2 separate regions of the Cricetulus griseus genome follow, and region 1 is linked to region 2. A link is a contact called in public Hi-C data. All regions are on one chromosome and are shown on one strand. Each heading gives the region's core, a stretch centred on a gene start, on an enhancer-like site or on the middle of the called end of the contact. The rest is flanking DNA. Distances are from core to core; before and after follow the strand shown.

What was found. Hi-C and Micro-C count contacts between places; a contact is called where the count stands out from the background.
Region 1: a contact with region 2 is called in a Hi-C map of the CHO-K1 cell line, with 2.6 times the contacts expected there. The contact joins the promoter of Nckipsd here to the enhancer-like site in region 2. A contact is called at or near these places in 4 of 8 Hi-C or Micro-C datasets (the CHL-YN cell line, the CHO-K1 cell line, fibroblasts and 1 more).

The regions. Positions count from the first base shown.
Region 1 is chr4:216,972,881-216,979,135 of CriGri-PICRH-1.0, forward strand. It overlaps Nckipsd (NCK-interacting protein with SH3 domain), which reads left to right and starts at 1,256. Exons shown (of 13, transcript XM_027414603.2): 1 at 1,256-1,527; 2 at 3,998-4,107; 3 at 4,347-4,551; 4 at 4,681-4,771; 5 at 5,039-5,529. The coding sequence starts at 1,357.
Region 2 is chr4:216,923,964-216,929,500 of CriGri-PICRH-1.0, forward strand. Prkar2a (cAMP-dependent protein kinase type II-alpha regulatory subunit) reads left to right here. Exons shown (of 11, transcript XM_027414595.2): 11 at 1-249. Among named protein-coding and RNA genes, the nearest start is that of Ip6k2, 17 kb to the right of the region's middle. Within about 2 kb of position 2,593, at least 3 of the 6 cell types and tissues checked have open chromatin away from gene starts, as enhancers often do. A contact at or near this core is called in the CHO-K1 cell line, where this site is marked.

The DNA.
Region 1 (6,255 bases), core at 6-2,505, 48 kb after region 2:
AAAAACCAAAAAAAAAAAAAAAAAAAAAAAAAAAAGCCTCGTGTGGTGGCACATACTGTAGTCCCAATACTTGGGAAGCAAATACAGGTAGATCACTGTGAATTCAAGGCCAGCCTGGTCTACATAGACCCAGGATTGCTAGGACTATATAGTGAGAACTTGCCTTATAAAGAAATAAAATTTAAAACAACAAAAACTAAGTCTGATGGGGTATACATCCCATGCTCCCTAGAGTCAGGTTTTCAGTGGAGAATATGCAAATCTTCAGGACCCTTGATGTCCTCTTCACTGGAACTCAGGGATGCCAAGGATTTCAAGGATTTAGAGGTCTGGGCTGATGAATGTCAAGGATGCTTTCTCTTTTTTTTTTTTTTTCTTTGAGACACGGTCTTACTGTGAAGCCCAGGCTGATCTTGAAATTACCTTTCTCCCGCCTCTGCCTCCTGGATGCTGGGATTACACCATCATTCAGGGTTCAAAACACGTTCTCCAAACCCGGTGCATTCCTGCCCTGTTAGCCTTCTTTCTGCCCCTCACCCCTTCTTTTTCCCAGAAGTGCCATTTGTAAGGTTGAGGCAGGAGGATAAGATTATGTAACATAACTGCCTCTAAAAAGGGGAGACGGACACACACACACATTTATGAATGAATATGACCTCAAGGTCATAGACTTTGAATCCCTTGTGACAACAAAACAGTGATCGATATTAGCTGGAGCAGGGTCCAGAAGGGAGTGCTCCAGCAGAGGGAACAGCTGGAAAGGAAGCCAGGACACACGCGCGCGGTGGGGAGCAAAGATGGTTTTGACTCTCGTCCTCCACACTTGCCCACCACCTCAGTGACAGCAAGGACTTGGTGCTAAGGCACTGTGAGGCCTAGACCCTCTGAGAAGACCCCTCCCCGTGAGGGGCTTCCAAATGTCTGCTGAGTATTCCTCAAAGCAAAGCGGCACATCCTGTGTCTGGGGACGCACCGGCTGCACGCCCTGTGAGCCTCCTTAGGAGGCGGGAAGGAAGGCAATGCTCTCACCTGCGCTGGGAAAGGAGGAAGGCTGCCCTGCACAGGGAGCTAGGACCTGGAATCACCTGGCTGGAGTCTGAGGTCGGAGGGGCCAAGAAACCACCCGTGAAGCCCCACCCCGCCCCGTAGAACCTCTCAGGGCCGCGAGGGGGCGCGGCGCTCCAGTGCTGCAGCCGACTCGCTCCCGGGGCGGGGCGGGGCGCGGGCGGTTGCGCATGCGCACGCGTGGCGTGTCACGGGGCGGGGCGGGGCGAGCGGAGCGCGGCGCGGCTGTCAGGGCCTGGCTTCCCCGCACCGCAACCTTCGTCGCGTACTCAGAACCGGCGACCCGGCCCCATGTACCGCGCGCTGTATGCCTTCCGCTCGGCGGAGCCCAACGCCATGGCGTTCGCTGCGGGCGAGACCTTCCTGGTGCTGGAGCGCAGCAGCACGCACTGGTGGCTAGCTGCACGGGCGCGTAGTGGCGAGACGGGGTACGTGCCGCCTGCCTACCTGCATCGTCTGCAGGTGAGTGTGTCCCTCCCTGCCAGACCTCTCAGCCGAACCCCTCTACCGGTACGCAGAGCCGATCCAGGAAGCTCAGCCAGCTCCTTCAGGACTGCTACAAGACAGGGAGTGTGAGAATCTGACCTTAAGTCCCAAGAGCCATAAGGACTGAGACCCCGGGGCCATCAGCACCCACCAAGAACTAGGCCTTCCACATCTAATCGCAGGCCTGTAAAAAGCTTTACTCTGGGGCTGACACCTCAGGCTGCCCCTGTATCCAGAATCAGAGCCTCCATATAAATAGAATTCCTTAGCTGGACCCAGAGACTCCAGCCCATTGCCCAAGTCCCTAAAGACCCCAAGGTCTTCTTATTCCCCTTTACTAAGTCCCTAGGATCCCACACTCTTGCCTCCTTTCCCGCTCCGCCCTGCCCTTCACCGACACTGCCATCTCAGACACCACCTGTTTCCCCAACCACCCTCCAGGTTCTCAGCCCCCAACCCCACACTTGAACCCCAGAGCCATAGGCATTCCCATCCCTTTCTCGACCCCCAATTCCTGCAATATGTCTGTATCCTGACCTCACACACCTGTCAAACTGTACCCAAGGACTGTTCCCCCAGCCCTTTTGGAACCAAGCCCCCTCCCTCCCTGGCCCCTGCTGACAAGGCTCCCTGGTACAGCAGCCTCCACTTCCCCCCAGGCCTCCAGTCCTGACTTCTCCATGGATTTCCTTACTCTGAATTCTGGGGAGCCCAACCCTGGAATGGGAGCTGCCCACATTGTGAGGAAGTGAGCCTCCTCCATGGCTTCCCCTGCTCTGAAGATGGCCTGGTTTCCTTCCAGTGGAGGCTGCAGCTCCAGTTCCTGTTTCCTCAGGAGAAGTCCTGCTGCAGTTCTCCAGTTAGTCTGCTCTGACTGGAGGAAGAAGCAGGGCCCAAAGCAGCCTGGCCTGTGCCAGACTCCTGCCCTGCCCTGGTCCCTAGCTGTGGAAACATCCTGTCTCAGCCCAGTTAAGGACAGAAATAATGTGATAAAGAGGAAATCTTGTCTGGCCTTACCGAAGGGGAGGACCCTTGCTTCTAGGGGCTTCCTCACAGACCCCCAGTCTCATCTTATCTAGAGGTGCTTGGGTACCTCTAGAGATACAAGGTCAGTTGGATCTAAAATGTGTCACACTCAGCCCAGCCTTTTGAGCACTGGGGTCTTATTGGAGACTCCTAGGGCAAGTCCTGCATCTTCCTCAGAGCCTGTGGATCCCCTGCTTCAGCAAGGCCAGTGGGGCCAGGAGTTTGGGGTGAAAAGGACAGTCTGTATGCATCTCTGCCTCATTTTTACTCTACCTGGTGCTTGCCTTCTTCCTCAGACTTCCCCATTCTGCTATGGACTGAGTCTTCTCTCACTGCCTCCTCTCTCTCTCATCTGTCATTCTATCCATATATACATGTGTTTCTTACTCCCCCATCTCTTGTTTCCCTGCCCCCCCTCCACCCCTGCACCCCTTATGCCACATGGAGGACTTTGCTGACTCCTGTATCCATCTGACCCCTTCAGAGAAGCTTCTTAGGCTCCCTCTGGAGCTAAGCATGGTGGCTTATGCCCACAGTCTCAGCATTTGGAAGGGTTGCCATGACTTCCAGGCCAGCTTCAGCGGCACCAAAGCTCATCTCAAAAAACCGGCCACCCAGCCAACCAAAAAAACAAGAAAACTCCACTCTGGAGTGTGTTCAGCTCTGCTCTGCAGTTCCTGTGTAGCCTGGAGGGCCTTGTGTGCTGGCCAGAACCACAGCAGCAACCCACATCTCCTCCATGTAAGACAGTGGAGTAGAATGGACTCGTGGGTTACGGAGGATGACAGCATAGGCCAGGAACCAGGCCTGTCTTTCAAATCCCTGCTTTAGCACAAGCACAGAGTAGCTTCCCAGAGGTGACCTGAAGGTCTGGCAGGACAGCGTGGGAGGTGAAGTGTGGAGGGATCCTTTTGACCCCTTCTTACCTCCCGGTTGTCTGGGAGGGCTGTGGGGGACGAGGCTGTTGTGAAGTGTGTGACCTTGGTTTTGTGAAGGATCAACAGCATGTAGAGTGACTGATTTAGGATTCTAGACACTGAGTCTTCCTTTTGGCATCTTACTCTGGGCTCTGAGCCAAGCCCAAGGATAGGCTAGGTGTACACGCCTGGTCCCAGTCCCGGATATCTGTGCTTCCGCTCTAGACGATAGTTTTCAGAAATGCCTTTGCCAGGAGTCTCTGTACGGGCTAAAATCCTGAGTGGGCCCTAAGTGTACAGTGCCGTCACAGCGTCTGCCCTGTGCCCCTGCTTCCTGAGTCCTACAACTTGACCACTTCATTCCATATTCCATTGTCCGTCTGCTAGTACCCAGCATTCTAGGGTTCACCTGTAGTGGGTCCTCCACCTACTTCCAGCCTGGGCTGGGTCTGGGCTGATCAACCCCACTTGGCCCCCATGTCTAACTGCCCTCCTACCTTTAGGGCATGGAGCAAGATGTCCTCCAAGCAATTGACCGGGCCATTGAGGCTGTGCACAACACAGCCATGCGAGACGGTGGCAAGTACAGCCTGGAACAGCGTGGAGTCCTCCAGTGAGTGTCTGGGAGGTGAAGATAACGCCTCCCTTGAGCTTGGTGGTGGACGGGCTCCTTTATAGGGCCAGAGATATTGTAGGGGCTGGGCTAGGGTTAGTATGAGGCGACACAGAATGGGATAGGAAGATGGAAGTCTGAGGGCCTGCACTGTGAGGCTCCAGCATCCCACAGGTATCAGATGAGGACTTTGGGAGTAGGGAGGAGCCTCCTCCATGGCTTATTTGTCTCTCTATCAGGAAGCTGATCCATCACCGGAAAGAGACATTGTCTCGACGGGGTCCCTCTGCCTCCAGTGCTTCAGTTATGACCCCGTCTACCAGTGACCACCATTTGGATTCTGCTGTCTCTAGGCAACCTAATGGGCTGTGTCGAACTGGGTTTGAACGGCAGCACAGCCTGCCCAGTTCTGAGCATCTTGGGACAGATGGAGCCCTCTACCAGGTATGGGGTGAGGGTATCTTTTAGAAGGAGGTATGAGGAACTAAGGCTTTTCCAGAGACTCAAGGGGTCCACTTGGGTCACAGGGGCAGCTAGCAGCCTGTCCTCCCTGATCCCTCTCTGTTCCCTCAGGTACCACCACAGCCTCGCCGGGCAGCACCTGCCACCCCACCCCCACCAGTGAAACGCCGAGATCGTGAGGCCCTGGTGATCTCAGGGAGTGGTGAGAGGGCCAGGCTGGGGTAATTGGGATAGGAGTACCCTGTGCTTGGAATGGTTGCTCTACCCATATTAGACAAATGGGAGTTCTGAACTTGGGGAGAATATAGAGTCCCAGTGTTTGGGCAGTTGGGGGCTCCAGGCTTGGTGAGGAGATAAGGCCTAGCAGAGGAACTGGGTCCTGTACTAAGGTCAGGGTCCCTAGGCAAGGAAGCATGGGGCCCCCCAACAGGTTACCCCAGCATACATAGCATTTACTTTTTACTCACAGGTGGCCGCACCACAATCCCCTCTGGGGGTAGCTCTGTGTCCAGTGGCTCATCAGTCAGCAGCACCTCCATGGACACACTCTGTACTGGCTCTGGCCCCTCTGACCTCGGTCCCAGCTCCTCACCCACACCCCCACCTGTGCCTCGCCGAGCTGCCCACACTGCTGTGTCCCAGGCCCAGCCCTCTCCCTCCAAGGCACCATCTCCTGAGCCCCCTGCAGAGGAGGTGGCAGCTGATACAAACTCAGCCTCCGATGCCCTGGAAGCTCTGGATGCACTGAGCCTGGAGACCACAGAGGAGAAGCCGGCCGCTGAGACAGTTGTGCCAAGGACCATTGGGGCAGAGCTGATGGAACTCGTGCGGAGAAACACCGGCCTGAGCCATGAGTTGTGTCGTGTGGCCATTGGAGTCGTGGTTGGTCACATACAGGCCTCTGTGCCATCCAGCTCACCTGTCATGGAGCAGGTCCTCCTCTCCCTGGTAGAGGGCAAGGTGAGCGAGGGTGGGCAGCATGGCCACTGAGCCTCCCCACCCTCAGCCAGCCTGCTAGTCCCACCCCCCTCCTGCCCTCACACCTTTGCTCAGGCTGTCTGTGACAGGATTTGTTGAGCTCTGGCTCATGGCTTTCACTGCACTGGGTATTGGGGTCATTTGAGTTGACCCATGAAGGAGAAAGGGAGGAAAAACAGAAATTCTAGACAGAGGCTCAGCCTGGACAAGGACCAAGAGTCAGGACAGAGCGTGGCTCACAGGAAGGAGGAATCAGAAGACGGTGGCTGGTGTGGCTGGATCACAGGCAGTGTGGGAGCAGGTTAGCCTGAGGCAGGTGACAAGACCAGGATGAGGTGGGAATAGAGGAAGCTTCCCGCCACCTGGAGGGGTTTCCCACTATCTCCGGGGGCTCTTTCTGTCTTTGGGATTCTGGCTGCAGGGAAAGAATAGACATAGGTGAGAACAGTGCCTTGCCAGCTTTGGAAGAGTGGAGAAAAGGGTGCACGGTGAGTTAGCCAACTTAGATGATAGTGAGTGACATGTGGGCATTTCAAGATTACTAAGGTCCATTGTCAAAATTAGGACACTGAAGCTGGTTGTGGTGGTGCATGCCTTTAATCCCAGCACTCAAGAGGCAGAGGCAGGTGGATCTCTTGAGTTTGAGGACAGCTTAGTCTACAGAGCGAGTTCCAGGACAGGATAAGACAGCCAGGGTTACACAGAGAA
Region 2 (5,537 bases), core at 1,343-3,842:
TGGAATTATTTTTTAAATTGTTGGGGTGAATCTTACTTTAACCTGTTTTACACTTGTGTTTTAATCTGAGTATATATGATTAGAAAGCAAACAATTCTTGATCTATGGTATTGAATATAAAATTAAAAGTCACTGACAATTAATCATTGTTTGCTATAAACAAGGTTGAGTTTTTTGTTTTTGTTTTTAAAGGAAACTCTAGGGCTCGGCTTCACTCTTGATTAATAAAGGCTGACAAATCATGTGTGACTTTTGGTGTAGTCTTGTGTTAATATTATTTGTCTTCTCTTTTAAGGGTCTCAGGCCATCTTAGCACTTACCTGACAGATACATTGTTGGGATGGATAGGACCCTTAAAAATTAGGGAGAAGACCTGGGCATTTGTAGTAATTAGCTTCCTCACAGAAGCAACCAGTATGGAAGGGGGTGGGTAGGGAGAGAGGGACTCTGAGGTGTATTATAAGGGATGGGTTCACGTGATTATTGAGGCAAATCTGAAGACCTGAAGGGTGAGTCAGTAAGCTGCAACCTCAGGAATATGTGGTTTAGTTCTGGCCTTAAGTTGAGGGGCCTGAGAACCAGGCCAGCCAGTACTGTGGTTCTTGTCTAAAGGCCAGCAGGCTCCAGAGCAGTGAGTGGCTAATGCCACAGTGCAGGCTGGCAGCAGGCCAGAAGGCATGTGCCAGGTTAAAGGCAGAAGGAAAGTTCTCTCCTGCTCTACAAATGCAAAGCCAGAGCCCTGTTTGTGTTAGGAGAGTGCTCTGTCAAGGAGCTACATCCCTAGCCCTTTTGTTTCACTCAGGCCTTCAAACTAACCTGGTCAGGTAAGGCCTAACCACATTAGGCAGGTCAAAGTGATATATTCAGTTTACCAAGTAAAATGCCAGTCTGATCCCAAACAGAAATACTCATGAGAACACCCATAATAATGGTTGACCAAATATTCCATAACCCAGTGATGGCACAAAATGAGCCATCACAGCGTGGTATATTGCTGTAGATAAGGGTAAGGGTTCCCATTGTACCCTTTGCCCAGAAGATACCAGTGATAGCAGAAATAATTTCCTGTCTGCCAGGATCTCACTACTTTGTATTACTACACCTAGACTAGCAAGGGTGACAGCCTACTGTACTTCCAGTGTCTTTCCCAGAGAACAAAGAAGTTAACTGGATGTCATCTTCATTGATATAGAGATGCCTGACCAAAAGGGCCAAATGATAGGTACATATAAACTACCTATCTAGGTTCTGAGAAACTCAGCTGACTCAAAAAGCAAAAAATGGTCATGCTTCATGGCTTTAAAAATTGCTGGCGCATGCCCTTAATCCCAATACTTGGGAGGCAGAGGCAGAGGCAGATGGATCTCTGAGTTTGAGGCCAGCCTAGTCTATAGAGCTAGTTCTAAATAACCAGGGCTACACAGAGAAACCCTGTCTCAAAAGAAAAAGAACATTGGGGTCACAAGAGTAGAAAGGGGATGTGGGAGGAGTCCTGGGAAGTGAGTGATTGAGGTTCATGATAGGAAAGTCTCAAATAAAAATATTATGTAAATGCTTTATTTTTGTGGTTTGGGTAGTGATGTCTATGTCTCAAGAAGCTCCAGACAGATGTCAGTCTCTCATCGGAGTCTCAGCCCTACAGAGGGCATATCACATGAAGACTCTGTTGAACCAAAAAGCTAAGAATTTATCCCATCATATTTGAGTATCTCCTTAGTAATGTTAATGAGTTGCTTAGTTTTCTAACAAAATTTTTGAATATGCAAATAAAATAGGAGTGTTAGAAATATAATGAATATTCAGTTCTAAATTGCCAAGATCTGGGTTGAAATGTCATATAGTATATGTGACACAGTTCATTGGTTGACTGGACAAATACTGATGACCAATTGTGAATGTCCTTAACACTTTAAGCCCTTGGGATTCCAGCTAACAGCACTGTGGTCCACCAAGGGATTGTAGATCTTCCTACTAGTGCTGATGGAGTTCCTTGACTCTATTGGATTCCTGTGGACAGCAACTGTGGCCTTTCCACTTTAAGGATGATGCTTCTAGTGTCTATTGCCTTGGACCATGAAGCAAGCTTGGGCTCTCTCTCTCTCTCTCTCTCTCTCTCTCTCTCTCTCTCTCTCTCTCTCTCTCTCCTCCCTCTCTCTCTCTCTCCTCCCTCCCGCTCTCTCTCTCCTCCCTCTCTCTCTCTCTCCCCTCCCTCTCTCTCTCCCCTCCCTCTCTCTCTCCCTTCCCTCTCTCTCTCTGTCTTGTCTCTTTAAACAAGGGATGTAAACACATAAGCACACAACACCCCCCCACACCTTCTCCTTCATCTCATGATTCTGGCTACAGATGCCTCCCGGAGGAGGCAAAAGAAAAGGTTATATTGGTGAAAGGATGGACTCCTCAGAAATTCCCATCTCATTTCATGTCACCTGAAACATGAAAAGGGTTGACCAGAGATGTATTTTTGGCCTAGGTTGCCTTCTGTTAAGACAGGTGGCAAGAAGCAATTTTTCCTGCATGTATCAGTTTTTCGTGGCCTTGATTCCATCAGGGAAGTCTGGGACAGTGCAGTTTCCACTTCAGTCGGTAGGGGCCACGCTATCCCTGGGCAGCCTTGGGCTCTTGGCTTCCAACCCTACAACTGCAGCCAATCCCAAGTGAGAAAGGAAACCTCACCCAAGCTCCAAGTCCCCATCAGCCTCCATACCTCAGCCCAAATCCCAAATGAAGGACAATTCAGGCGACTGAAACCTTGGCAGTGCATAGCTGGTGTGGGAAAACCTGTCCACAGGCAGACTTTGGCATTTAGGGCACCACCCCCATCTTGGGACTCAAGATGGTTCCATTATGCTGACAGCTGCTAGCTGGAGGCTACCCAGAGAACAGATTGGAATTCTTGTCCTGGGCCTTAGGTTGTCCCTCTGTGGAAGCAACAGACCTATGAGAAGGCACCCATCCATTCTGCTCCTGGCTTTGTCCAAAGACCCTCACATACCAGCTAGGGACTAACATCCAATGCTAATACGGGTTAGGGTCCAATGGCTGATGTGTTCTTTCTTGTGGTTAGTTCAAGACTAGAATGTTTTGTCCCCACTCCCTGGCATAGAGTGGGCCTTATAATTACCAACCAAATAAAGCTAGTCTCACTAAACCTTACAGGGAGGGCCAGGCTCAGGGCCTGAAAGGTAGCTCAGTGGGTAAAGACACTAGCCATCAGACCCAATGAACTGAATTTGATCCTCAGAAAACACATGGCAGAGGAAAAGAGCCTTTTCTTGCAAGTCTGACCTTCATTTCACTCCTTCACTCTGGAGTGTGTGTGTGTGTGTGTGTGTGTGTGTGTGTGTGTGTGTGTGTGTGTGTGCTGTCACCAGCTCATACAACTCCCCACCCCTATACAAAATTAGAAACTTAAAAAATTGATTTAAAAAGCCACAAAGGCCTGGCTCACAGTGCAGAGGCAAGAGCACATTGAAAGTGTGGGTGGGAGCAAGGCTCACTGACTGGGCAGCTCTCCAGTACAATGGGAGTCTTTAAGCTGGCCTCTGGGGCTGTGTGCTGCCTAGAAGCACTGGGGACAGAGTGTACATGTCCTGGACTTGCTGGGAACCGCCTCCACCCTGGCCCTGTGGAATCCTTTTCTGGGTAATTTTCTGTGTTTTGTTCTGGGAGAATATCCTAGCAAAGATTTGTAGCAGCCAGCTCCCTTCCTGAATGACTTCCTGGTGATCTGTGGCTGGGGGTAGGGGTGGGGTCACAGCAGACATGAACCCTACTTCCAACCCCCAGGAGAGCATGGGGTTTCAGCTTCAGGCACCAGGGGCCCAGGGCAGATTTGAAGCTCTGGGGACTGGGAGTAAGGGGAACAGCTAGCAAATTTAGAAGCACAGGAGAAGGGGATTCTGATTTATGTCTGGTCCCAAGTCAACTTTACCTGCTTCCAGGCCCAGACACTAGCAAAGAGAGTGCTTCCCAACAACCCCCCAACAAACACACCTGGCTATAGCCAGAGAAGGGCAGGAAGAAACCATATCTGACCCCACCAGTCTCTGGAGGTCTATCTCAGTCATCTCCCATCCACCCTTCTGCAGGGTCCTTAAAGTGTTGTTGCCTTGCCTGAAGGCCATGTGTAATGTTGTGTATCCTTACAGTGACCCCCCACCAATGACCTTATCTCGTCTACAGAGAGAAAAGGCCACAGGCTACAAGCTTACCCCTCAGCCATCCCCAGCTCCTGCCCCATGATCTGTTCCCTCCTTGACAATAGCCTGGAGGTGTGCTTGCGTGTGCCTCCCACTCCACTGCCTCCCACTCTTGCCACACCTCATCCCTCCCTCCCCAGAGTCCTCTAGCAACAACCAGTGCCTGTGCCAGCTCAGCAGAACCCACCATCCCTGACAACCTGCCACTGCGTCAAAGGCTGGCTTCGTAAGAGATGCTGACACTTCCACCTCATGACCAGTTCTCATCTCAGGCAGTTGGTTCATAAATGCTACGCTAGCCCAGGGCTGTGCTCTGGGCTCTCTTTTCTCCCTCCCTGAGAACAGTGATGGCTTTTCTCACTATGCTGATAACTCTGCACCTGGTGTACCACTGCCTGCCTGACATCACCAGGCTGCAGACGCTGTCTTGGACATTAAGTGCTCCTCATTTTGTATCACACTTTCTATCCTGGGAGTTTTCTGTCTTCCTCCTTGCTCTGCCAAGAGCCTCCAGTAGTCCATAGAGGGCCTCATAAACCCTGCTGCTCTCTCACTCTGGGCCTGTTGGACCCAAAAGTGAAGTCCAACTCCAGGAGATGCACCCCACAGAGTCACTCACAAGGACACAAGTTCGATGCAAAAGCAAAAGGATTTTATTCCAATGTGTTGGGGTCGTTCCCTGGGAAGAGAACGGCCCTGAGTTTCCAAAACAGGTAGTTTTTATATCTTTTTGGTCACTAGGCAGGAGTGTGACAACATATTGATTGGCTATAACATACATGAGTCATTCTCTGATTGGTTGGGAGCTGAACTTACAATTTTGCCCACGAGGGGTTTGGAATGTTATTTTGGTTTTTACACCTGCAAGGCCATGGGACAGCTAGTGGTTTTTCTGAGAACAGAGTGACTTATACTTATTTTCAAAACTTGGGTGCTCTGGAGCAGGGTAACCCATAACAATTTTTAGAAACCAGACAGTTGTTGAAGGTGATAGAAACTAGTAATAACAATTTCCAGAGACTTGTCATCATGACCGACCATTTCATGTGTTCTTTGTCCCAGAGCTGTGTGTGGCCAGATTTTTAAATATATGCTGGTGGGTATCAGGCTAGGCTTGAATTGGGGTCTTTCAGGCCTTCACACTAGGTCCTAGTCCCAGCTTTGATCACTCTACAGGTCACTAGCTAGGGCAAGTCATTTGGTCTATATATCTATGCCTAACCCTATAACTATCATCTGTGTCTATGTATCTATTTGAATGGAATGTCATATTACCCAGGCTGGCCTTGAACTCACAATCATCCAGCCACAGCCTCCTGTTGTTCCCACTTAGCTTGC